7 separate regions of the Mus musculus genome follow, and all the other regions are linked to region 5. The links are chromatin contacts, called in public HiChIP or PLAC-seq and promoter capture Hi-C maps. All regions are on one chromosome and are shown on one strand. Each heading gives the region's core, a stretch centred on a gene start, on an enhancer-like site or on the middle of the called end of the contact. The rest is flanking DNA. Distances are from core to core; before and after follow the strand shown.

Evidence for each region. Promoter capture Hi-C pulls out the DNA fragments that hold promoters and counts their contacts. HiChIP or PLAC-seq counts read pairs in DNA pulled down with a chosen protein or histone mark.
Region 1: a promoter capture Hi-C map of liver shows a contact between it and region 5, with 4 times the contacts expected there. The contact joins the promoter of Snn here to the promoter of Rrn3 in region 5. A contact is called at or near these places in 1 of 39 promoter capture datasets (liver) and 1 of 115 datasets of contacts at active chromatin or transcription factors (astrocytes).
Region 2: a promoter capture Hi-C map of liver shows a contact between it and region 5, with 5 times the contacts expected there. The contact joins the promoter of Zc3h7a here to the promoter of Rrn3 in region 5. A contact is called at or near these places in 14 of 39 promoter capture datasets (the 3T3-L1 cell line, 3T3-L1-derived adipocytes, the C10 cell line and 9 more), 2 of 115 datasets of contacts at active chromatin or transcription factors (astrocytes and embryonic stem cells) and 1 of 9 other capture datasets (adipose tissue).
Region 3: an H3K27ac HiChIP or PLAC-seq map of extraembryonic endoderm stem cells shows a contact between it and region 5, with 14 times the contacts expected there. The contact joins the promoter of Litaf here to the promoter of Rrn3 in region 5. A contact is called at or near these places in 1 of 39 promoter capture datasets (pre-B cells) and 1 of 115 datasets of contacts at active chromatin or transcription factors (extraembryonic endoderm stem cells).
Region 4: a contact with region 5 is called in a promoter capture Hi-C map of liver, with 6 times the contacts expected there. The contact joins the promoter of Txndc11 here to the promoter of Rrn3 in region 5. A contact is called at or near these places in 6 of 39 promoter capture datasets (the 3T3-L1 cell line, 3T3-L1-derived adipocytes, hippocampal neurons and 2 more) and 1 of 115 datasets of contacts at active chromatin or transcription factors (astrocytes).
Region 6: a contact with region 5 is called in a promoter capture Hi-C map of liver, with 4 times the contacts expected there. The contact joins the promoter of Dnm1l here to the promoter of Rrn3 in region 5. A contact is called at or near these places in 1 of 39 promoter capture datasets (liver) and 1 of 115 datasets of contacts at active chromatin or transcription factors (astrocytes).
Region 7: a promoter capture Hi-C map of hippocampal neurons shows a contact between it and region 5, with 4 times the contacts expected there. The contact joins the promoter of Rsl1d1 here to the promoter of Rrn3 in region 5. A contact is called at or near these places in 6 of 39 promoter capture datasets (the C10 cell line, cranial neural crest, frontonasal cranial neural crest and 3 more), 1 of 484 Hi-C or Micro-C datasets (B cells) and 3 of 115 datasets of contacts at active chromatin or transcription factors (astrocytes, embryonic forebrain and embryonic stem cells).

The regions. Positions count from the first base shown.
Region 1 is chr16:11,064,337-11,067,812 of GRCm38.p6, forward strand. Snn (stannin) reads left to right here and starts at 1,962. Exons shown (of 2, transcript NM_009223.3): 1 at 1,962-2,111. It overlaps Gm9861 (a long non-coding RNA gene), which reads right to left and starts at 1,932. Exons shown (of 2, transcript XR_003951968.1): 1 at 1,662-1,932.
Region 2 is chr16:11,174,958-11,178,051 of GRCm38.p6, forward strand. Zc3h7a (zinc finger CCCH type containing 7 A) reads right to left here and starts at 1,384. Exons shown (of 23, transcript NM_145931.3): 1 at 1,263-1,384.
Region 3 is chr16:10,991,785-10,995,200 of GRCm38.p6, forward strand. Litaf (LPS-induced TN factor) reads right to left here and starts at 1,337. Exons shown (of 4, transcript NM_019980.2): 1 at 1,262-1,337.
Region 4 is chr16:11,132,739-11,136,215 of GRCm38.p6, forward strand. Txndc11 (thioredoxin domain containing 11) reads right to left here and starts at 1,794. Exons shown (of 12, transcript NM_029582.2): 1 at 1,530-1,794. The coding sequence starts at 1,771.
Region 5 is chr16:13,778,867-13,782,298 of GRCm38.p6, forward strand. Rrn3 (RRN3 RNA polymerase I transcription factor homolog (yeast)) reads left to right here and starts at 1,833. Exons shown (of 18, transcript NM_001039521.1): 1 at 1,833-1,973; 2 at 3,127-3,232. The coding sequence starts at 1,891. It also overlaps the pseudogene Gm6354.
Region 6 is chr16:16,357,451-16,360,961 of GRCm38.p6, forward strand. It overlaps Dnm1l (dynamin 1-like), which reads right to left and starts at 1,581. Exons shown (of 21, transcript NM_001360008.1): 1 at 1,314-1,581. The coding sequence starts at 1,415.
Region 7 is chr16:11,201,571-11,205,069 of GRCm38.p6, forward strand. It overlaps Rsl1d1 (ribosomal L1 domain containing 1), which reads right to left and starts at 1,722. Exons shown (of 9, transcript NM_025546.2): 1 at 1,581-1,722; 2 at 748-887. The coding sequence starts at 1,685. 2610020C07Rik (RIKEN cDNA 2610020C07 gene) reads left to right here and starts at 1,813. Exons shown (of 3, transcript NR_038156.1): 1 at 1,813-2,177.

The sequences.
Region 1 (3,476 bases), core at 712-3,211, 2.7 Mb before region 5:
CAAGTGTTCTATTAGCCTGCCACTTTTGAAATTAGTCCTGTCTATTATTGTTAGCACCAGCGAGGTAACAGAGCTATCTGGGTTTCTGCCAGTCACTGCCTTTCTCACCATCTCCAACAGTGGGATGCAGGAGACCCACCATGAAGCCGAGGAGCTGAGGCTCAGAGAGGTGAAGTCACCGGCCAAAATCCAAATGTGGTGATCTGAGTCTTCTCTAAACTTACCCATGTTAGTAAGGTAACCAGTGAGCAGGTAGGCGTCCTTCCCCTGTGCCCATTACTTGATGGGTTCCCAGTTCCATGAGGTTTGTTTGCTGATGACCCCATTTTTCAGATGAGGAAAAGTGAGACACAGAGGTTAGGTTAGCCCTCCAGTAGGCAAGGCTAGATTTGAAGTCATTTCTGTGGTATGCTGCTCACCTCTCCCCACGTCCTCCCCTCAGTCATATATATACCTGCTCGTGTTTATCTCCCTGCCAGCCCCAGCTCTGGAGTTCTGGACCTACCTATTCCAGGCCTAGACCACTAATGAGAGGCAGGAGCTCTGAGGACGCACAGCGATGGGCAGGTCTGTGAACAGGAGCTGTTCAGAGCCATCAGGCTCTAGGCTCTACGGCAGCTGGCCCAGAGCCCTGCTTCCTTCTGCCTCTCTACACCAAAGCCAGCTTACTTCCTCAGCCCAGTCCTTCAGCAGCAGAGACAGCCTTGCCATCTTACTATTCATTCATTATATCTTATAAAGAGCCTACTGTGTACTGACTGTTCTGTAGGCTCACCAGTGAACGATTCAGTCTTAGTCCTGAAACGGAGACTGAAAGCTAATGAGATGCCCTTAGAAAACACGATTTCCCAATGGACATGAAAGTCCATTGACTGGGAAAGAGAGCAAGGGTGTGAAGCTGAGATCTGAAAGATGGTGTGGAAGAACGTTTAAGATAAAAGAAATGACATGGGCCAAAGGATGAGAGGTATGGAGGGGAATCACTCTGCTGAGGTGAAGTGAGGGAGTTCCCACACTTCAGCTTGTGTGCAGGACCTTAAGAAAGTTAGCAGTCCCTAGCTTCCCAGCTCCCAGGGGGATATCCCAGTCTTATCTGCCCCAACCAAGTTATTTCTTCCTGGCTTCCCAAGTACCTTGGGCCTCAGAGGTCTTCAAACTCTTTGTGGAGTTCCTGGTGGCCATCACGGAGTGTCCCATCCTCTCTCAGACTCTTTTTGGGGGGCAGTCAGTACACCAATTAGCACCTTTGTGTTCCTAGCCAGTTGTGTCTAGCTTCAAATCCTGCCTCCAGGACAGCACATCAGAGTATTTTAAGTCTTCTGGAGTGTTGAGTTCCTCATGTCAAATGGGTCGGTATGTTTTTATTTGGCGTTCTTTTGATGTTGTTGAGTGGACTGAACAGAGTACGGCACTTGGTGAAGGCTTAACTAAGAGGTTATTGAGTCCGCATCCCTGAGGACAGGACCTGGTTTGTCTGGCTAGTGGCTCAAGGGCGCAGCAAGATACATGATCAGTGCAGAAGGGTGGATAGATGAAAGGATAATGATGGAATTGAAGGGGAAAAAAGGAAGGAAGAAAAGAAGAGAAAAGAAAAGATGAGAAAAGGAAAGAAAATCATTCGTCTCTGCCTGTAATCTCCGGGCGGTGTATCACACTCTTACCGCTGTGCGCCTCAGTTTCCCCTCTGTCGTTGGGTTGACCCTCGAAGAAAGAGGACGCCAGGCGCAGGCCCAGTACTGCCGGCACCCAATAAGCGCTCAAGGAAGCCTGGCCTCCCGCCTTCTCTGCCCCAGCTCCGGGAGCCGCCAGCTGAGAAACACTACCCACCCCCTTGCTTACACTCCCTCTGCCCATTGTGCGCCTCCGGGCCCAGAGCGCACGTGACTCCACCCAGCCCGCTCCGCTCCGCCCCGCCGTCCCAGCGCGATCTCCAGTTGGTCGCACCAGAGCGCCCCGCCCCCAATCAGGGCGGAGCCCAAGCACCTCGCCCCCTGCTGATCGGGCTCTGGCGTCTGGCGAGGGCTCCGCGGCCGACCCGGCTGGCGCGCAGGCGGAGCCGGGGCGGCGGGGCTGCTGCTGGCTAATTGCACAGGACTGCGGGCCGCGACATGGTCAGCAGGGATGGGCAGAGCAGGCGGGTAGGGGGAAGGGACGCGCCGGATGGATCGGGGTGCGGCGCTGGCGGGTCGGCGCGGCAGATGCCGCGCGCGGGCGGGGGCTCTTTGTCCTCCGCCGCGGGATTGGGACAAAGGAGGTAGCGGGGGGCGGAGGCTGCTTGGCTGGGCATCTGCCCCTCTCCGTGACCCACGGTTCTATGTCCTGCGCGGATCCTCCGGGCTGCCCGGAACACTCACTCCGCATTGACGGGGTTCCTGGCAGCGCCCCAGCGTGGTCAAGATGGGATCGAGGGGAACGGGGGCCCAGGGAAAATCTGGCGCTCGTTTCATTGGTGGGGAGACTGAGGCTGAGCCGCAGCGTTTGGTCCCAGGTCGGGTCGGCAGTGATTGCGCGGCGTGGGCTTGAATGGGTCTCTGGGACCCCCCCCCCAGGGAAAAAAACTGGGGTCAGGCGGACTTGATTTGTCTTCAGCTGTCGTTTCCTCCTCAGCTGTCGCCCCCTGAACAGGCCCCTACTTCCCTAGCGCCTCGCCTTGCTCCTTCGATAGAGTGGGAGAGACGCGGCGTCGCCTGGCACCGCGCCTGCACACCGCCCGCGCTCAGCACGCGGGAGCTGCTGGGACGCTTGTCATTAGTGTCCAGTCCTCTCGACCCAGGTCACCTAGACTATCTCCTAAGGAGGGGTCAAACACAGACTCATTGTGCTCAGCTTTCAGGAGAAAGAAGACAGGTCAGACATATGACGTTTTAGAATCAGGTTTGAAATCGGTTATTTAGGATCGGGGCTTCCTGGGTATCTGCACCTCCACTTTTTAAACTGTGTGACCTTGGGGACCGAGTTAACTTCTCTAAGCTACAGATTATTTGTCAAGTAGGAAGAGCAGTCATTCGGTTCTAGGATTGTTTTGATGCAGAAGTTTTGGAGAGATCCACATGAGATGTTGGAGCTCAAAAGTGTGGCATCAAGGAACTTTTCAGCATCGACTATTATATCACCGCCAGAGTTGTATGGCCAGATGGGACCCTGACGAGTGGGGGCAGAATTCAGGCTTGGACTATGAGATTGCAGCTCACCTCGGGCAGTTCCCAAACTTCTTAGTCTTAGTTTCCTTTCCTGGCATAAGAACTGGGAGTAGGGTGGCATCTGGAGCAGATTTCTCTTCTGGAGGAGGAAGGGGAGGGGAGAGGACAATGGGCACAGCCATGATAGATGTTCCCTTTTCTTTCCTGTTGCTGTTGGTCCTCCATCTAAGCTCTTGGATGGCAGAAGCCCTCGGTGATGGTGCCTTTGGGGTTTGACCAAGCAGAACCCTGAGCAGGAAATACTTCTGGTCTGGGGTCCCCTGAAGAGGACACTTG
Region 2 (3,094 bases), core at 134-2,633, 2.6 Mb before region 5:
GAAGCAGGAAAAGAGCAGATGGCAAGAGCGCCCAGCCCCTCCCCCAGTCCAGTAGAGCATTGTCCAATCGAAATACGATACCGGCGGTACGTGCCATTTTAAATTACGAAGTGGCCATACTAAAATAGTAAAAAGAAACTGGACAGATTGTTTTAATTCTAACGTAGCCACAACAGGTATCACCTCAAGTATATAACACACTGCTTGCTAAACACTGGCTGATTTAAGCATAGGAGTTTACCAAGGAGATCTTTTTCGTTCTTTTTCTTCCTCCCAAACGAAATCTTTCAAATCAGACTTTAAAACTGAAACCGGAGTGGGGCGGTGGTGGCACGGCTTTTAAATCACAGCATTCGGGAGGTAGGGGAAAGCAGATCTCTAAGCTCAAGTCCAGCCTGGTCTACAAAGTAAGTTCCAGGGCAGCCAAGGCTAAACAGAGAAATTCTGTCTCGAAACAAACATACAAACAAACAAACAAATTGAAACCAAAAGTGAATCTCAATTCTTGCCACATTCCAGTGCTCGACCACCCCACTTTACCAGTGGCCACATTACCATCGGACAGCGCAGGTCTACACCAGACCCTCTTGGTCTTAAATACCTAACACTATGACCCTCTTTGATCCCTTAACATCTGGGGACCCAAAAAACGCCCAACCCCGGAATAAATTCACCCAGTCAGAGCGCAGGCACCACCCCTTGGGCCCAGCTAGGACCTTCCAACCTGACCACACCCCTGCGCTGACTACCCCTAACCGGAAATTCCCGCTAATGGGAACTGACAGGTCTCCATTCTTTAAGGGTGGGGAAAGGAAAACCGAGAACCCTCGTACAGTCTCCGAACCCCGGCCGAACACCGGAAGCCAGTCGCCACCCATACGCGGGGTGGGCCGCGCATAACACCCGCAAGGGGCGAACCCGACACCGGCGAGCGCGCACTCAGCTGGCGTCGCGAGCGTCCCCAAACCGAGACACTTACTAACACGGACGCCCCGCGATCACCCAGCACCCAGGAATAACGAAATGCTAAACCACCAAAAGCTAGTGCGTGGATGTCGGCCAGGCAGTCCAGGTGGCAGGGGCCGCCGCGCGTGCCCGGATTACGACTCCCGAGGAGCCCGTGCAGCCGGTTCGGGGGTCCGCGCCCCTCCCCCGCCTGAAGTCCGTTAACGGCCGCGCGTGCTCACGAAGCGACGCGGCGCACGCACGCGATTGGAAGAGCGCGACCCTGCCCGCGACGCCCGCGCGTCCCCTTCCCTCACCTGCGGGGCGGCACCCAGGAGCCGAGGGGCGCGGAGTGCGGAGGCGACAGCGGGATGTGCGTTCACCGGCTCAAGAGCTCTCACAGTCTCGCAGCTTCCCTGGGCGACCCACCGCAGCTGCCAGCCCGCGACGCTCGGGGCGGCGCCCTCTGGCGGCGGGAGGCCTCGCGCGCCGCCCCGCAAACGCTACCATTGGCTGCGTTGCCAGTGTCAGCCCGGGGTTGGAGGCGCCACGTCGGGGCCTCGGGGCTGCGGAAGCGGCGGCGATAGGCGGAACCCTGGGCGGCCACACGGAAGGGGGTGAGAGACCGCAAGCTCTTGAGCCCAGCATCATCGCCCTCTCCCACACCGCTTGGATACCAAAGTAGGACTGGAAGGAGACCTAGATTCATCTGGGCACCAGGGTGTCACTTCCTTCGGAATCTGTTCTCTGCAGTAACTTATCCTGAGCGTCCTGCTTTGCATTCCGATACTGTTACCGTCACCCTGAAAACAGCCATACAGTCGTGTCCTTTCAAATGAATGACAGGCATAGGGACCCGCGTTGAACAGGGAGGTGACCTAAACTCATTCGGACGCCGGAGCGTCACTTCGGAACTTGTCCTCAATTCCCTATCCTACTCGCAGTCACTGTTTTTATCATCTTGAAAACAAAATGCGGTATTTTTGCAAATGAATGTAGGGACGGATCTCAGAGCCAACACAAGCTCTTGTTCTCCCTGGCCTTCATCTCAACTTATATGTCGCTGTATTCACCGGTGTTTCAGTGGTCAGGTGTACATTACCCCAGACAGAACAATGTAAGGCTGAGTCCCTGCGACTGGAGATGTGAAAAGTGCTCCAAGTCAGGGCAGTAGAAGGGAGAGTGCTTCCAGGCAGTGGGAAAGATCCTGAGCCTAAGTTGCTGAGGGACAGGGAAGACAAAGTGTGTGTGTAGAAAGCTCAAAGAGGATGAGCCACTGCATGAAATTTGGAATTCAGTGTCTGAGATGGAAATTACAAGGTCTAATTTGCAGTTTTAGAAAGTTTCTTCATGCCGTTGGGCGGATATATAGAAAGGACAAGCAGAAAAGTGAAAGGGGTTGAGGATGTAACTTAGTTGTCAAAGTGCTTGCCTAGCCTTGAGTTTGATTTCCAGCACCAAATAAACTGGATATGGTGGGGTACCCTTGTCATAGCAGTACATGGGGGTGGGGGGGGGGGGATAGGAGTTCCAGGTCTTCTTTGGCTATGAAGCAAGAAATACCCAGGTCCAGGACCACTGGGGACAGAGGGAAAAGTTTACATTAGAAGGAAGACACTGAGATGCACTCTGTCTGGACCCAGAGTGCTACTGTAAGCTCAGGAAGTCGTCAGTACTGGGCCAGTACAAAGTGAAACTTGATGAGAATGTATGGACTTCCTGTTGTTCCTGTACCAATGGCCTACATTTTTGTTGCCTTGAAACAACATAAACTTAAGAGTTCTAAAGGACCAGAGTCTGCAGCAGGTGTTTCACTGGTGATGTCCAGGTGCTGACGAGGCTTGTCCCTTCTGGAAACTAGTGTTGAGCTCTTGCCTCTTTTTAGCTCCTAGAGGCCTCCTGGACTCGTAGGTCATGCCTGTCATCTCCAGAGCCAGTATTTTCCTCTAAATGAGGTCTCCTTGCCACACCTTCTCTGGGTCTTTGCTTTCAGTTGTCCCTCAAAGGGCCCTGGTGATTGCATTTGAAACAAGGAGGTCCTGGATCCCACCTGGAGATTCCCAGTGATTTTCCAGGCAAGGTAGCAATAATCACAAGTTGCTGGTGATAGAGAGTAGATATATCTGGGAACCCATCATTATATGTACTG
Region 3 (3,416 bases), core at 87-2,586, 2.8 Mb before region 5:
GGTGTTATTCTAGGTCAGGCAAGGCAAGCGACACACCCTCTGGATCCTGATCCAACTGATAAAGCCAATCGCTGGAGGAATTAGTGATACCACTCAGCTCCTTTCTCTCTGCATTAGTTCTACTTTAAAAGAGCCAATCTGAGAAGGCTGGAGCGGAGGGCAGAAGAGGAGGCAAGCACCTAGTGGTAGAAATGATTTTCCTTCAAAGGACTCCAATATGGAGTCCAGGAGTCCCTGAACCAGCTTCAGCTCACTCAGGGGAGGACGGTTTAATTCAGAAAAGGCTGGAGGAGCGGCTCAGTGGCACAACCCTGTAATTTCAACACTGTGGAGGCAGAAAAGTCCAGGACCAGCCTCAGCTACATATGGAGTTGGGATGCTAGCCTGGACTATCTAAGACCGTCTCAAAACAGCAAAAAGGGGATGAGCTTAGAGAGCCCCGTGACTTCCACAAACTATTTCCCAATGACTACCGCTCAGTCCAACAGAGAATGACATCAGCTTCACTCTCCGGAAGCACAAACCCGACAAAGTATTAGGTAGGGAATGTCCAAACGACCCTTTCTAAAACACACCCATGCTCTCCTCACCTCTTCCTCTTAAACCTCAACGGAAAGCTGGGGGCACGATACCGAATGACGATCAAAAGCACCGTCTAGACCCACACGGACCTGGAAACCACTGGGAAGTAAGAACTGGGCTGGCAGGACAGGCGGGGGTCACGTCCTCCTTCGCCTGGGCTCTAGACTCCGCGATCCTGAAGTTCCCCTGCTCTCCGATACGCTCGCACCGGTCTGGGAACCCGTGTGAAACTCACAGGGATAAGAGCAAAAGACGCGTGGGCCCGGAACAGCTAAAGAGCATCTGGAAAGTTACTCTACTTTTTCTCTATTCGCTTTTGCTTTCAGAGTACACACAGGGGCGTTCTCCAAATCGCAACTTAGATACTAAAGGTTACTAGAGAAAGTCGCGCCTTTTCCTATAAGCCCGAGGGGCATCATTTGGTGAGGTTCGGACGGAAGCTGGGTAGTCCGAGACTGAGAACCAAACACAACCGCACTGCTGGGACCCCTCGCCCTCAATCCCGCCCAGAGCGCGCCACCCCGGGTCCCACGACATCCCTGCTCGCCCCCCAAGGAGAGCGCGGTGCCCCGGGACTCTAGGCAGGTGGCAAAGCCCGACCCTCGCCTCTGTTGCCGCCCCGTGCCCAGCGCCCCGAATCTGGTGTTCCCCACCGGGCACCCAGCAGGGCCGCACTCACCGCTGCCCGCGCCGCCAGTCGAGCCGGGAGGTCTGCTCTGGCCGCGCGCGCGGGCCGGGAGGGCTCCGGGGAGGCAGGGCGAGCCGGGGGCGGAGATGTTTCGGGGCGTGGCTTGCTGGAAAGGGCCAGATGGGGTGGGGTCTAGGAGGGGAGGAGTAACAGCCTTGAGGCAGGAGGAGTAGGGATGAAGCTACGACCTGAGTGGGCTGGCGAGAGGCGGGGCGCGCGGAGGCGGGGCCAAAAGGTCGGGCGGGAGGCGGACTCTGGAGCCGCGAGGCCTGGGAGAGGGAGGGGAGAGATTATTCTTTGTTTCTAACAGCCACAACTACACCTCCACCAAAGTCAAGGCATAAAGACAACCTACAGAATGGGAGACAACATTTGTATGTTATGTAGCTGATGAAAGTTTATAATTTGAATAAAATTATATGATGAACAGTACTGAGGGTAGAGGCGTATATTCAAGATCGGCCTGATCTAAAACAGTTCCAGGCAAGCTAAGGCTTTATAGTGAGACCAGTCTCAAAAAAACAAAAACTAGCCAGACTGCAGTTCAGCTGTTAGAGGGCTAACATTAGCATGCATGAAAACAGGGTTCATACCCAGCGGCCCATAAATGAGTATAGTGCCACAAGCCCAGCACATTTTACGGCTGAACAGTTTCTCAAAAAAAATGTGGCTAATCTGAGAGACATAGGAAGTTTGAAGCCAACCTCAGATACACAATGAGACCCTGTCTCAACTCATCCCACACATACAAAAAAAAAAAAACATTCTTACAACGTACATGTGTGGGGGGGGTGGGGGGGTGCACGCACACGTGAGCGCACACAAGCTCACAGTAGTGTTTCACTGTGTAGCCCCACCCGGCCTTGAATTCACAGAGATCTGCTTGCTTCTGTCTCCTTAGTGCTGAGGCTAAAAGTGTATGTTACCATGCATGGCTTACATTTTATCCCCTTGCTTTAATGTGAGCACAGTAGCAGACAGAAAAGGCTGCAGGAAGAAAAGGTTTATTTTGGGTCACAGTGTGAGAGGGTTTCAGTCCATCTCCGTGGGAAAGATTTGGCAAAGCTGTTGAGATTATGGCAGCTGAAGCTATGCCGATGCTACTCACATTACAGTAGACCAGGCTGGAGAAGAGGGAGTGATCAGAGACAAGGAATAGAGTTAACCTTCAATGGCCACCCTTAGCAGATAGGCCCTGCCTCCTAAATCCTCCTCTGTAATTTCGGTGCTGGGATGGGAGAGATAGGAAGATCCCTGTTGTTTGCTGGCAGCCAGACTACAGAACTGGAGAGCCTTGGTTCAATTGAGATTCTATACCAAAAAGTATAATGGAGCACACCTGGCAAAGGAAATACCATATTATGGTCATGTAATTGCTTTTCCCTGGGTGAGGCTTATCCATTGTATTCCTCACATGCTGTTCCTAGGGTTTCCCCAAACATGGGTACCTCAAATGCTTAATGTGTGGTATGGGACGAGTAGTTGGGATACAGACTGGGTTCAAGCTCTCCCTTAAATTTTTTTTAATTAAAAAAATAAACACAGAGAACAATTGAAAAAGTCATGTGACATTGGCCTCTGGCCTGTCTACACGCATCTGTGCATGTGTGCTTATGTGTAATAACGTTGGAAGGGAAGGGAAGAAATGCTCTCCCTGGTGCACTGCTGGTACACGTGAGAGGGTGCAGCTGCTGTTCTGATTCCAGGTGGCACACACAACTGAAAACAAGTGTTCCAACGTGTAAGTCTGTACAAGACTGCTGTGGGCCCTGCTGTTCACCAAAGCTGAAGAAAATAAAAACCCAAGTGGTCAACAGATCAGTGGATATGTAAAGTACCATATGTGTGTGCCAAAGAGTAAGAGGTATCCAAACCTAACAAAAGAATTTACTGTTGCTTGCCACCATGGCCCGGAGATCTTGGGAACACTGTGCAGGGTGAAAGAAGGCCGACACAATGACCATTTATCCTATGGTCTCATTTGCATCAAGTGCGCCCAGAGCAGGTAAATTCCTGGACAAAGCAGATTAGTGGCTGGTTGGTGCTAGAAAGATCGGGAGGAGCAGGGGAAGCCACCGCCAGGGATGTCAGAGTGGTGATGGGTGCACGGTGCCGAATGCTTAGAGTGGTGATGGGTGCACGGTGC
Region 4 (3,477 bases), core at 544-3,043, 2.6 Mb before region 5:
AAAGATGTCAGGGTCAGTTGTACCATAATATCTTAACACCATCCTATCAAACAAAGTCCTTAAAAATTCATCTGAGTTTATTAAAAGGGCTGTCCCATTGCCAGCACCATAGAAAGATGCTTGAGGAAGTGAGGCTGCAGGCTCTCTCTCCCAGCCAAAAGCAGTTGAGGAGCTCATCCTGACAGCTCCTCAGACTGATTTAAACTCTTCAATCTTCTCTCAGAGGTCACCCACCAAGTCACGTGTCTCAGATCAAACACTGAGCACTGTTTTCACAGCTGGGCAAACTGAAGTAAATCAATTCCTTGACGTGGGAAAAGGACTGTTAATATGAATCCAAATGACAGGTTGCAACATTCCACCTTGTAAAATACTTTCTGTATTTTCCTTATAAAGACAGTACCAGTCTAGTTGCTCAAGATTCAAACTCCAGGCCAGGTGTGGTGACAAACACTTTTAGTTGGCTTTAAACACTTTAGCATAGCACCTAACACATTGCAAACACTAAAAAAACGAGTCTCTTCCCCCTAAAACTCCTAATTTTTGGCCCATCTTGACCTCAGGGATCTCATATTGTGTTCATTACACTCAATCTGTGCCCACATAAATCTCCCTCTGGACAGAAGTGCCAAGAGGATATGTCAAGTGATAACAGATTTTATAAACTGCAATGTCAAATGATATACTGATGATCTGAGGCAAGGAGTATAATTGAAATATAAACTTTGTATCTATCTACACAATTTTCTGAAAAGATGCACATTAGCTTCCATTCTTCCTAAACTCCAGCCTACTCAGGCCTTTTCCAAGTTTCACAAAAAGACCAAGCTTGCTCAGACTCCAGATCTTTGCACTTAACTGTTTTGTAATAGCTCTTACCCCAGCTCTTCCACCTCTGCCCCTTCCTTTCCTTGTGTAAGTGGCTAATGCCATTTTCCTATGAAGGCCCTTTCTGCCCTACCCAACCTCATCCTTCTATTCCCTGCATAGCACTTATTAAGGTCTCTGAAGTGTTTGTTTATTGTATATCATCACTTCAATGAGAACTCCAGGGAACGGGGATTTTTGTCTTCAGCATTAACGGGTGCTCAGTACAAACGTGCACTGTCAGTATATCAAAGGCTTGCCTGGATTCCCAAAAGCGACTAAGACCCCTAAATGGCTTGTGAATCATCACACTGCAAGCATTAAGGAAAATGGAATGAATTAAAACTGAGCATTATAGCCTGAGCAAGAATTGACATGTGCACCCCGAGAGACCCCAACAGGTGAGAAGCAGCTCAGAAACAGGGCCAAACGCCCTCGGTACATAATTGATATAGAGCAGCACCCTGGAAACGCCTCCACGCCGAACTAGGAGAGTGGGGGACCGCGGCCGCCGGGAAGGTCAAGCCTGTGGTCGCAGGCAAGGTCAGGCTCGACTTCCCCGAGGAAGACAAACAACCCTCGACCCCGGAGGCCCCGAGCTGGCCCCGCGCAGCCGGGGTGGCATAGCTCTGGCCGCGGAGCCTGAGTCCCGGCAGCCTCACCTGCAAGTGAACTTGAGGGCGAAGAGCAGGGCGCAGCCGAGAGCCACGGCCCCGCACAGCAGCTCTGGCCGCTGGCGCGCCATAAGCGAGGCGCCGCGCAAGCCGCGGCGGATCCGGCCCTCCAAGGACGCCGCCGCCCCGGCAGGGCTGAGGGAGCCTGAGCCCTTGGGGCCGCCACCCTCGTCCTCGGCGTCCTCGCTGTTGTTCCCGCCGCCGCCGCCGCGGCCTCCGCATTCCGACATTACATGCTCCCCGTGGCCGGCTTTATACCGTCGCTGCCGCCACCTCGGGCCCGGGGACCCGGCCCCGCACGTCACTCCCGGACCTCGCAGCCAGCGGCGCTCACTAACCCGGACTCTCCACGTCAGCCACACTTCAGAGATGCCCCGCCCTCCGACTCGGAGCCTGCGCGAATGCCGGCTTCCCGCGAAGCCACGCCCTTTGGGGGCCACGCCCTCGAGCCCATGGAGTCTGCGCGGGTGCTCGCAGCACTCGCGGCCGCGTCAGCCTTCCACCGGTCCCGCCTCTCTTGTAGCGACTCTGCGCAGGCTTGCAGTCACTCAAGCTAGACCTTGTCCTTCATTCACTGCGCTGACGCTACATCCTCGCGTCCGGAAGCTAGTTGGTGGTGTCTCCTTAGCGAGTCCTTCCGTTGGTCGGCCCTTCCGGGTACTGTTAGGGCTCAGATTGTCGCTAGTGCGTCAACACTGTTGACAGACCCTTCAGGACATGGGTGCAGTTTGTTATCTCTGCTTTTCAGAAAGTGGGGCGGGGAGGCCTCGTGCAGAGGCGAGAAGGACTGGAGGACACAGTAATAAAACGGAGACCGGGCTGCTCTGTAATGGGGTAGTAATAACGCTGCATGCCTTCTGCTTCAGTTTCTGCTTGCAGGATTCTACCTTGACTTCCTTCAATGATGGTAAAGTGTAACCAAAACAAACCCTTCCCTCCCCAAGTAGCTTTTGTTCATGTGTTTATTACAACAGTAGAAACCTTGAGACAAGTACTGATAAGTGGTAATTACATTCAACAAAAGAACCCAGCTCTAAGTAAAAGGATGGATGTATATTGTGTAATCCCATTTCTATGACCCATGCTTGATGGGCAAATCCACAGAAACATAGCAGACGTGATTAAAGTTTGGAAAGTATTGGAGTCAGGACATTGTCTGCCTCACGCCTCCAAGCAATAAGAATGCAAGGCCAGCCTAAGATACAGGGTGAATTATCTTCATTTTTCCTCCCAAAATTAGGTTTATATGAGTTGTGTATAATTTTTTAAACCAGGCTTAGTGGCACACAACTGTGGTCCCAACCACTCGAGAAAACCAGAGGACCACTTGTACCAGGACTGCATAGAGTTTTCAAGGCCAGACTATGAAATTTAGCAAGGCCCTATTTCAAAATAAAGTTTTGGTTGGGGCTGGAGACAAGGCTCAGTAGTAAGAATACTGCTGTTGCAGAAAACCCAAGTTTGGTTCTAAATTACAGGTAGTGAACTACCTCATACTTCAGGTAATCTGATGTCCTCCAAGGTACACACACATATAATTAAAAATAAAATCTTTTTGTAAAGTTGGTAGGGAGGGCAAAATAATCTAGATCAAATGTTTCCTATGTGGGGCTGGAGAGATTGCTCAGTGATTAAAAGAGCACTGGTTGTTCTAGAAGACCAGTGTTCAATTCCCAGCATCCACACGAGGCTCATAAAAGTTTATAGCTCTAGTGCTAGGGGATCGGACCTCCATGGGCACTGGTTATAATGTTGTACACATAAAATTGTAAGATTATTTTAACAAAACCACCCAATGGAGATAACCAAGTCCTAACATGTGCCAGTTAGTATTAGTTTTCCATACTATCACCAGAGTCCTGGAGGTGACCCCCATCTCCCACCCCCACCCCACACACTACTCACCTTAACAACCTGCAGTTTGCCCAAACTCTTT
Region 5 (3,432 bases), core at 583-3,082:
CAATAAATACAAATAAATAATAAGAACAACAAAAAACAAAGCTCCTTTCCTTGCTTCTTTTTGGCCTGGTTGATTTTTTTTTTTTTTTTTTTTTTTTTGGTTTTTCAAGACAGGGTTTTTCTGTATAGCCTTGGCTGTCCTGGCACTCACTCTGTACACCTGGCTGCCTCGAACTCAGAAATCCGCCTGCCTCTGCCTCCCGAATGCTGGGATTAAAGGCATGCACCACCATGCCCAGTGACACTGGTTTTTCTTTTACAAAGTTATATGTGGAGCTCAATAGCAGAGCATCCATCTAGTGTTCTGGAATCTAGCCTCAACATCCGAAGAAAAAGTATGCTGGATAGCAAATTCTCTAAAACTGTCTTAAGATTTATTTTATGTGTTTGGGTGGGTTTTTTTGTACATCTGTGTGTCCCTGCTGTGCTCACAGAGGTTTAAGAAGCCCTGGGACTGGGGACTGCAGTTAGAAACAGTTGTGAACCTGGATCCTCTTTTGTTGTTTTCAAGACAAGCTCTTTTTGTATTGCCTTGGCTGTTCTGGAACTTACGCGATAGTCTAAATAAACTAGCCTCAGATTCAGAGATCTGCCTGTTTGTGCTGAGATTAAAGGTATGTACCATCATGCCCAGCTCCCCAGCCTGGGTTCTCTTACCCATGGTAACATCGGTCCAACTCTCCCCTCTGGCTTTTTACCAGTCTCCACACTTCTGGCTAGGTCACTGTGTAATATGTGTTTCACACAGAGTAAGGTGTGAAAATGTGTCTAAAATGATATACAGGATCCTTCTATTTCCACCTCTCCAGTGCCTGTATTACTAACATTAAACCGGGCTCTTTACCTGAGTAACCCAGGTCCTAATAGTTACCCATTGGCTTTGAACTCCCTTTTTTTGGTGGTGGTGGTGGTGGGGGAGGAATGGATCTCTAGGAGGTGGGCCTGGGGCCCTCACTGTACAACTTGTTCCTTAGCACTATTTCCAGAATCCTTCATCACACCTGGAAGTTCTGGAGGACAAGAATTGGGGTAGATAGGCAGGCCTTCAAAGGCATCTTCTGCTCTGAAGGCCAGGCCCACTGTGGCTGGGGCCTGTGGCTTTGCTACCTGACTAGTGAAGCCACATTCCCCCAGAGTTTTCTCATCAAGGAGCTGGTTGTCCTTGAACAGCAGCTCTCCTCAGGAGGCCTCTTCATGATGCCCTCAATGATGCGCTTGAGTGCCAACACCAAGCTTGACTCCTTGGCCTCAGTGAAGATGGTGGTCTTCTTGTGTGGGGTCATGAGAAACACAGCCATCCCTGTGGCTGCTTCTGGCTTGATGCACGGGACCAAATCTGATGGCTTCTCAGGTTGTCCTCAGCAGGAGTGATCTCTCAGTGTCCCTCGGAGTCTTGCCAAAAGTTAAGAGAGCCAACATGTTGTTTGAAAACCAAAAAAATCCCAGCCGTTCGATTTTACCAATGAAGACTCAGGGGCCAGATGCTGGGGTGCAAGCCTGCTAGGTCAGAGAGGCAGAGAAAGCACCCAGCTGACCTTCCTCCTCCACTCACTTCCCAGAAGGAAACCCGCTTTGAACTCCTTTTATCCTCCCGCCTCCACCTCCTGAGCGCCAAGGTCACGTGCACACGCCTCTAAGACAAGCTTCTTTTTGAAGGAGTTTCTGAGGAATGCGGCCACCGATTGCCCCGCCAAGCTGTGCCAGCCTATTTCTAGGAAAGCTTCAGGCCGGTTAAGGTCAGACGCAAGCCTACCCGCCTTCTTGCTGCGATCCTTACGCTCTGCTCACGTGGGCCGCGTCCCGCAAGGGGCTGCCTTCTGCAGCGCCACTTCCGGGGCGGGTAGGTCGTGGCTTCCGGCGCAAGGCCGGGCGTTCGCTCAGTTCAGGCCGAATGGCGGCCCCGCTGCTTCACACGCGCTTGTCGGGCGATGTGACGGCAGCGGCCTCTGCCACGCTGAGTGCGTCGCGGACTGGGTAAGATCCGGGCGGCCTCCGCCTGCGGGTGCGGGGCTCGAGCCCGCTGAGAGCTCTCCGCATGTGCCGAGGGGGCCGGGCGTGCGGGCTCGGCTCGGGCACGCAGGAGCCTCTGGTTCCCTCGGGTCCCCTCTGCCCGGGCGAGCCTTGTCTGTTCCATTGTTTCCCACTCACTCTTGGGGCACCCTTGTGGGACTCTAGGCTAATCTTCCGTGCCTTTCCTCTTCCCTCTCTTGGCCAAGACATGGGCGGCATTTCCAGGGTTTTGGATATCTAGGGGAAAGCTGTCACTGGTGACCTATCGAATTCCAAAAATTTTGTTTGAAATTTGTTTCTGTAGAAGCAAGCAGTAGCATAGTGGAACCGTATATTATATAAGCAGTCCTTTTTGCCCAACATTTTAAAATACCTATCCCTATAAAACATTTGGAATCTAACCTTTAGATTTTGTCTGATTCTCTTGTTTAAACGAAGTAAACCTTGTAAAGCACTTAGCATAGTACTGACAATTGTTAATAAAGTGTGTATACTCTGTGTTAAGGCACTGGGGACAGCAGCTTATCCAGACACTAACCCATACCCAGCAGAGCCGGAGGCGGGGCAGTGGGGTGGGGGGGCGGCGGCAATACATGGATAAGATAGTTTCAGGTATCAGTAAATGCTATGAAGAACTACAACGTTCCAGGATAAAGCGTGAGTGTATGAGGTTCTGGTGGAGAGGGCCTCTGACATTTGAACTCCAACCTTGGGAAGAGTGTTTCTAACAGCGAGTAGCAGGTGAAATGGGAATCAGCTTGACAAATTTGAGGAATAGAAAGGACATCACGCTTTTAACAAATGATTGTATCATGAGATCAGGGTTAGGAAAGGTGGCTGGTTAAACAGGATCTTACAGGGTTAATGTGGGAATATGGAGTTTCTTTTCCTTCCCTTACTCTTAATAAGATCTCATTATGTAGCCTAGGTTGGATTCTGCCACAGCTTCTGAGACAGATTTACTGAGGGAAGAGTGGCTTCCTGGGAGAGAAGGTTGGAAGGAGGGATATCATTTGAGAAACTTAAGCCTCATCACACAAAATGATGTTGGCTCAGCCATGCTCCCTGCCGTCATTCTCTGTCATGAATTTGATAACTGGTCTTCCTGGTTCTTCAGGCTTTCCGATATGCTCGCGTTAGAGAGCGATTTCTTCAATTCTCCTCCGAAAAAAACTGTTCGGTTTGGCGGAACTGTGACAGAAGTCTTACTGAAATACAAAAAGGTACGAGGAGGTGGGGTTTGACTTTGCTTAGTCAGAGTTTAAAAGGCATTAAACCGAAGAGCAAATTATCAAGACTTTGGGTTCCTCCTCCTGAGTACAACCCCCCCCCCAAGACAGTAAAGAGAATAAGATGAACTTTAGCATTTGTGTGTACGTTTATTTAGGTTTCTCAGTGGTGGGGATTGGAACTAGGACCTTAT
Region 6 (3,511 bases), core at 331-2,830, 2.6 Mb after region 5:
AAACAGAGAAATCACCCATCACCTCAGAAGAAAAGAATATTAACAAATGGGAGCACCTAAAAGTATGTTTATAAAGGGGCTGGGGAGATGGCTTGGAGGTTAAGAGCAAAGGCTGCTCTTTTAGAGGACCTGGTTTCCAGCACCCACATGGCATCTCACAATCATTTGTAACTCCAGTTTCGGGGATCATATACTTTCTTCTAACCAGCACCAGGGAAAACACTCACATCATAAAAATTAAAAAAAAAAAAAATTCTGGGCATGGTAGTTTTTCAGTCAAGGGAGCTGAAGCAGGGGGAGTGCTATGAGTTTCAGCCAATTCAGGTAACAAGGTAAATTCTTAGCCAGCTTGAAGTACAGAGTAGGGCTCATCTCAAAAACAATTCTCGCCAGGTGTAGTGGCACACGCCTTTAATCCCTGCACTCGGGAGGTTGAGGCAGGCGGATTTCTGAGTTCGAGGCCAGCCTGGCCAAAGTGAGTTCCAGGACAGCCAGGGCTATACAGAGAAACCCTGTCTCGACGCCCCCCCCCCAAAAAAAAACAAAAACAAAAACAAAACAAAACAATTCTCCCCAGGAGGATAGAGGCACTGAATGGTCTTCCAGAAGTCAATTCCCAGCAACCACATGGTGGCATGGTGGCTCACAACCATCCATAATGGGATCTGATGCCCTCTTTTGGTGTGTCTGAAGACAGCGACGGCGTACTCACAAACATTAAAACAAACAAAACCAACAAAAAACGCCCTCCTCCCCTAAAGTTCTGTTGCTCCTCTTCAGTTCAAAGCAGGCATTTTTTTAAAAAATGAAACTCACATATCTCTGCTATTCTAGATATCTATTCAACATTCTTTCATACAAAATTTGGACTTATCGCCAATACCCCACATAAGGCCTGAGAACCTTATACCAAATTTGGGTCACAGTAACAAAATTACAAACACCAAAGTCATGGTGCTCCTTCCTAACTTTAGGCCTCCAACTACACCCGGGATTTTCTTTTAATCTTATTTTTACTTTGTAATAGCTCCGTGGGCCACCGACTCACCACTAGCTTGCTGCCTGTCTGCTCACAGCAACTCCTGAGTCCGTCGCGTCCTCAGCGGCCGGAAGGAAGCGACAGCCGCCCACACGCCCGCCCGCGCGTCCCCCGAGTGCCCTTGGGCCAAGCCGCGCCGGGCTGTAGGCTGCAGGGCCACTCAGTCCCGCTGAGCGCCCGGGAGCAGAGCGGAGCGCCGAGCTGCCGGCCTCCTCCTGGCGACACCTGCAGGCCTGCGGCCGAGCCAGGCCTCGCAATCGCGGCCTCATCTTACCTGCGTTCCCACTACGACGATCTGAGGCAGCTGGATGATGTCCGCACCCACTGTGTTGAAGACGTCCTGCAGCTTATTGATGACCGGGATCAGCGCCTCCATGACCCCCGAAACACTGGACCCCCAACCCAGCAGGCCACTGCAATGAATGGGGACTCGACCCACAGCCCGCTTGCTTCCTCTTCTCCTCCGCCCTTTCCTCGGGAGCCCGCACCCATTGGGCCGGGCCAGCACCCAGCCCGCTCCCGGCAGGCCACGCGCCACGACAGAGGTGGGCGCGCAAAGGCTGCCGGGAGATGTAGTTCAGGCTGAGTGGAACGCGAAGGCCTATTCTAGAAGGTTTCAGGTATCGACCTGAACTGGGCGGGTAAGGAAGCTGAGACCGTGAATCTGAGTCTACTATAGTCAAAATGCTAGCTAACAGCTAGATGAATAATGATTGTTAGAGTGTTATGTATGAGTATGCCTCCAGGAGTTGGGACACACCAATTTTATGGACAACCATGGAAGACTTAGACAAAAGGTTAACAAGGTCTGTACTACATAGTGAAATCCTGTGTTTATAAGAAGGGATAGAGTCGCCGGGCAGTGATGGCGCATGCCTTTATCCCAGCACTTGGGAGGCAGAGGCAGGCGAATTTCTGAGTTCGAGGCTAGCCTGGTCTACAGAATGAGTTCCAGGACAGCCAGGGCTACACAGAGAAACCCTGTCTCGAACCCCCCCCCCCTTCCAAAATAGGGATAGAGTCTATTAATTAACCAATGTCATTTCCTTATGAGAAGTACTACTTTATGAAGAGCAATCAAGGAAACTATAGGAAAACTTAAAAGAATGTCTCCAGACATTTCTACCGCTCCAGCCTACCCACCAAGAGAGTTTATCTGGTCAAAGTTCTGAGAGTGAATGATAAGCCCTTAGAACTAGACATTCGTATCACACACACCAACTACGACTTAAGGTACAATGCAGAAATGAAGGCAGAAAGAATATAAGAAACCAAGGATTGAGCAGCTGTCATCTACTTACAAAGCTGTAGTTGTAGCCTGAATACATAGCACTATATACCTGCACAAGATTGGGCCCTCCAGCTATCTATCATAGAAACAGGAGGTGCCCATGAAGCTCCATTCTTTCTAAAGGAGCAGTAACTGTGAATGTTTGCTGGAGTTGGGGATTAGCTTTTTCTATTAGTATACCCACTAGGACTAATAGGTGGGAAGAAGGAGTCCTAGAAAGGAAGGGGGAATATCAGAGGGTAATGAGGGTACCAAAATAATCACAATATACTGGATTTTAAGACTGTTAAACATAAATAAAACAGTAACTCAGAGCCACAAACTCCCCAGCCTGAGAGGAGTGAAAAGCCAAGCAAAACTTGTTGCTATCTATTCATGATAGCCATGAGCACTCATAGTCACAAAGTTGTGGATTGTATAACTGGAGGGGTTACTTACCATTCACCTGCAACATATGCCATAGGAGACAGGCTTTACTGTTCAGAACACAGATGGTGGCTGGTTAATAAGTTTTGAAAAACACATAAATGAAAGACTCTGAAGATCCAGAAGTGATTTTTGGACATCTTGGCAAATGTTGTGACCTTCCCTTTTGTCTTTTAAAAACAAAGATTTCAGAATCCAAAACCAAGTGCAGCAGCATATATGTAACCTCAGACTGAGAAGGCAGAGGCAAGAGTCAGCTCTATTGTCTCCATAGTGAGCTCCAGCCTAGCCAGAGATAAATAAAGTACCCTAGGAAAAATGATGCATTTATACTTGATTTTCCTTTGTCTTTTACTGTGTGCTAAGAGCTAGTTTGGTAAAATTGATATACATACATATTACCAAAGCCAACATGTCATAGATTGGTATGGTATATGTTCCTACTCAAATTATCTTTTCTCTGGTAACAGAACACATATAGTCTTATATATTATCATGTAGCTTTTTGTAAGAGAAAAAATAATCCCACAGGCAGTGCTTAAGAAAGTCTACCAGTACATTACTGCCAGGATTGCCCAGAGCAATCAGACATAAGAGGAAAGAAACAGGAAGGGATGAGGCCTAAATATTATTACACACACACACACACACACACACACACACACACACACACACACACACACACAAAGATAATCTGAAAGTAGACACAGGCCCCCATTCCTAACTCAGGTGCAGGTACTATCTCCAATTGATAA
Region 7 (3,499 bases), core at 472-2,971, 2.6 Mb before region 5:
GAAAACCTGTGCTCAGTGCCAGGCCTAACAACCAGAGCTCAAGCTCCAGGACCAACATGGTAGGGAGAAATGGCACTGACTGCCACATGCGTGCACCCAATACTCCAGACAGACAGACAAACACAAATAAATGCTCTTTAAAAATATTTTTAGTTATTTGTTTTCATGTCATTGTTTCTCTGTCTTAGAATACGCTCTGAAGATAGGGCTGGCCTCGAATTCAAGAGATCTGCCTGCCTCTGCCACTTCTGGCTCTAAAAGAGAAAATATTGGGCTAGAGAGACCAAATGCAGGATTGTACACACTCAGCAGTTAAGAGCACTTGCTGCTTTCCCAGGAGATCTGATTTCTGTCACCTGTACCAACACTGGGCTGCTCACAACCTCTTATCTCTGCAGTCTAGGTGGTCTGACATCCTCTTTTGGCTTCTGCAAGCACTGGACACATGTGGCCCACATTCTTACACTCACACTCTGAGTTTTAAAAATTAAAGGGGGTGGGCGGCTGGAGAGATGGCTCAGCGGTTAAGAGCACTGACTGCCCTTCCAGAGATCCTGTGTTCAATTCCTAGCAACCACATGGTGGCTCACAACCATCTGTAATGAGGTCTGATGCCCTCTTCTGGTGTGTTTGAAGACAGCAACAGTATACTCACATACATAAAATAAATAAATGTTAAAAAAAAAAAACAGCCAAAAAACAAAAAAATCCAACCAAACAACTCTCAAGAGATAAATAATTACTTACACTTTGACCCGAAGTTCTTTCTCTGGAATTTTCCATAATATCACCATTAAAAATAAATTTTCGCTCCCACTCAACAGCAATTCATTATTGTTTTTTTTGGACTTTGAGCGATTAGATATTACTTCCACTGCCTTTCTAATCTGCAGAGACAGAGAATAAGTTAATTTTCTCAATCTATGTTAATTGCTCCCACACAGACATATCTGCTTCCTTTGCTCCTTTGGGGGGCGGGGGGCGTTTCAAGAGAGGGTTTTCCTATATAGCTCTGGCCAACCTGGAATACTTAGTCCAGGCTGGCGTCGAATTCAAAAGATTCGCCTGTCTCCCGTGTGCTGGGATTAAAGGCGTGCGCCACAAAGCCTGGCGCTCCTCTTTCTATTGGGCAAATTTCATCAGCGTATCGGGATATTACAATTTGTACCCATTGCAATGTAAGAACCCGTCTAAAACATCTAAGGACTTGCTTCCAAAATCTGTTTACAGGTTGTCCTTTCTACGTAAGAGGACTATTCGGAAGCTTCTCCTGCCCTCTATGAGAAAGGAAGCGGTCAGGAAAGGCGCGTTGGCCCTGCTACCAACACTTTGTGCACGGACACATGACCTGTGATGCTGCAGAACCGAGCGCAGAAGCCCGCTTTCCACAGGAGGCAAACAGGCCAGAAGTGTGAGAAGAGCGAGCCCGCTGGGTGCGTTCCCAGAGGCCAGCCTCGAGCTCCGGAGAGCCCACGCGGTCGCGGGCCCACTTCATTTCCAGCCTCTCGCCCCACACCCTGCGCCGAACGCGGGTCCTAACCACCCTGCTTCCCGAATCGTCGTCCCCAAAAGCCACTCGCCTGCTCTCTGTCCAGCTGTAAAAGAGCGGTCGGGGTCACTTGCACGTCGGTGGTGGTCGCCTCAGCGACCGAGGCACTGGGAGATTCGGACGCAGAGCCCTTCATGTCGCCTCGTGTGGAAGGCCTGTAGAAGTCAGAGCTCATGCGCAGCCCGGAGGCCCGGAACCGGAAAGCAGTCAGTAACACTGCGAGGGGGAGGGGTATCACGTCATTTCCGGCGAGGCGCGAAATTAGATGTTGGGCCCGCCCTCTTGGGTAGATGGTGTTGCGGTCGTAGACTGTGCCCAGAGTTATTCTAGCGGCAGCATCTCCTTTGCCTCCGACTCTTTCTAAGGCTGCAGGCCTGAAAAACCCTGTCGCTCCTTCCGGAGGACACCGAGCGAGCGCCCTAAGGAGAGACTAAAGCCCTCTCTTCAATCCCGTGCTGTCTTCTGCAGAGCGGGAAGCCGTGGCTCCTCCATTCCTTTCTGGCTTCAGGCGTCGGTTTCCCCAAATTGGTGGTATTCCCAGGAAATAAAGAGAAACTGCCAACGCTAGGCGCGGGATGCTGCGCGAGAAACGAAAAAATGAGTCGGTCTCTCAGGAGCTTCGGCCCAGGTAAGACCTTGCGTGAGTGTGAAGGGATAACTTTAGTGTAGGAGAGAATACGCCAGAACGTCCTATGAGTAGTTGCCAAGCATGCCCACTGTGGTGACCGTGCCCAATACCCCGTATTCGAGGTTGTTCTCAGTCAGTTCAGGGAGCTCTCAATAGTACCACCAGTTTTTATTTTCGATTAGTTCGAGACAGAGCCTCTATTGAGACAGAGTATTATTGAGACAGGGTCTCTATTATTGAGACAGGGTCTCTATTATGGCAATTCTGGCTATTCTGGAACTCTATATAGACAGGTCTGACCTCGAACTCACTGAGATCCTCCTGCTTCAGGTTTCAGAGTGCTAGGATTAAAAGCATCCACCAATACGCCCCCACTTAAGTCAAACTCTTCCTATATCACCCAGGGTTACCCGAGTGAGCCTCCTCCTCTACGTCTCAGATGCTAGATTTACAAGAGTGAGCGAGTCCCCTGCCCCCACCTTGTACCGGCACAGTTACATAATTTATTTAGAAATTTTTATGTGAATGTTAAGGATAGTGACAGGTTCAGCTAGCTGTGTGGGAATAAAATGCTCTCCATTGTCAGATGTCTTCCAAAAGTGCTCCTGTGAAGGGACCATGCTCTGCTAGTGTCTGTTGAGGGAGGACCTTGTCCTAATTTAACTTGTAGAATACAAGTCCTTGGCACCTGCTTCTACTTGGCTATTTAGAATCTAGTATAAGATGGACTTTTAACATATTGCAGTGACTTGCTACACTGGGCTTGAGGTATGCAGGCTAACACACTCCAAAGAGCATTGGTGGTCTTAGGTGTTCTCTTGCCTGTATTCAAGTTTGAGAACCAGACGTTTTTGGTTTTTCGAGACAGGGTTTCTCTGTGTAACAGCCCTGGCTGCCCTGGATCTCACTTTGTAGGCCAGGCTGACCTTTAGCTCACAGGAATCTGCCTGCCTCTGCCTCCCAGTGCTGGGAGTAGGGCTTTTTTATTTTATGTATATGTTTTACTTGCCTGTGTATCTGTACACCACATGTGGGAAGTGCTAGTGTAGATCCTCTTAGAACTAGAATTACAGATGGTTGGAAACCACCGTGCGAATGCTGAGAATCAAACTGTAGTCTTCTGGAAGAGCAAGCAGTACTCTTGACACCATCTCTCCAGCCCCAAGCACCAGACTTTTGAGCCAAGGAAATTCCATGAATTCAGATGATAGATCCTTGAGGCGATTGGAAACAGTAAGTGTCTAGAGCCAAAGAATTGCAAAATTGAAGAAATAGGCTTTTAAAACTGACAGGGGGCCTAGTTACCAAACTTCACTTACATT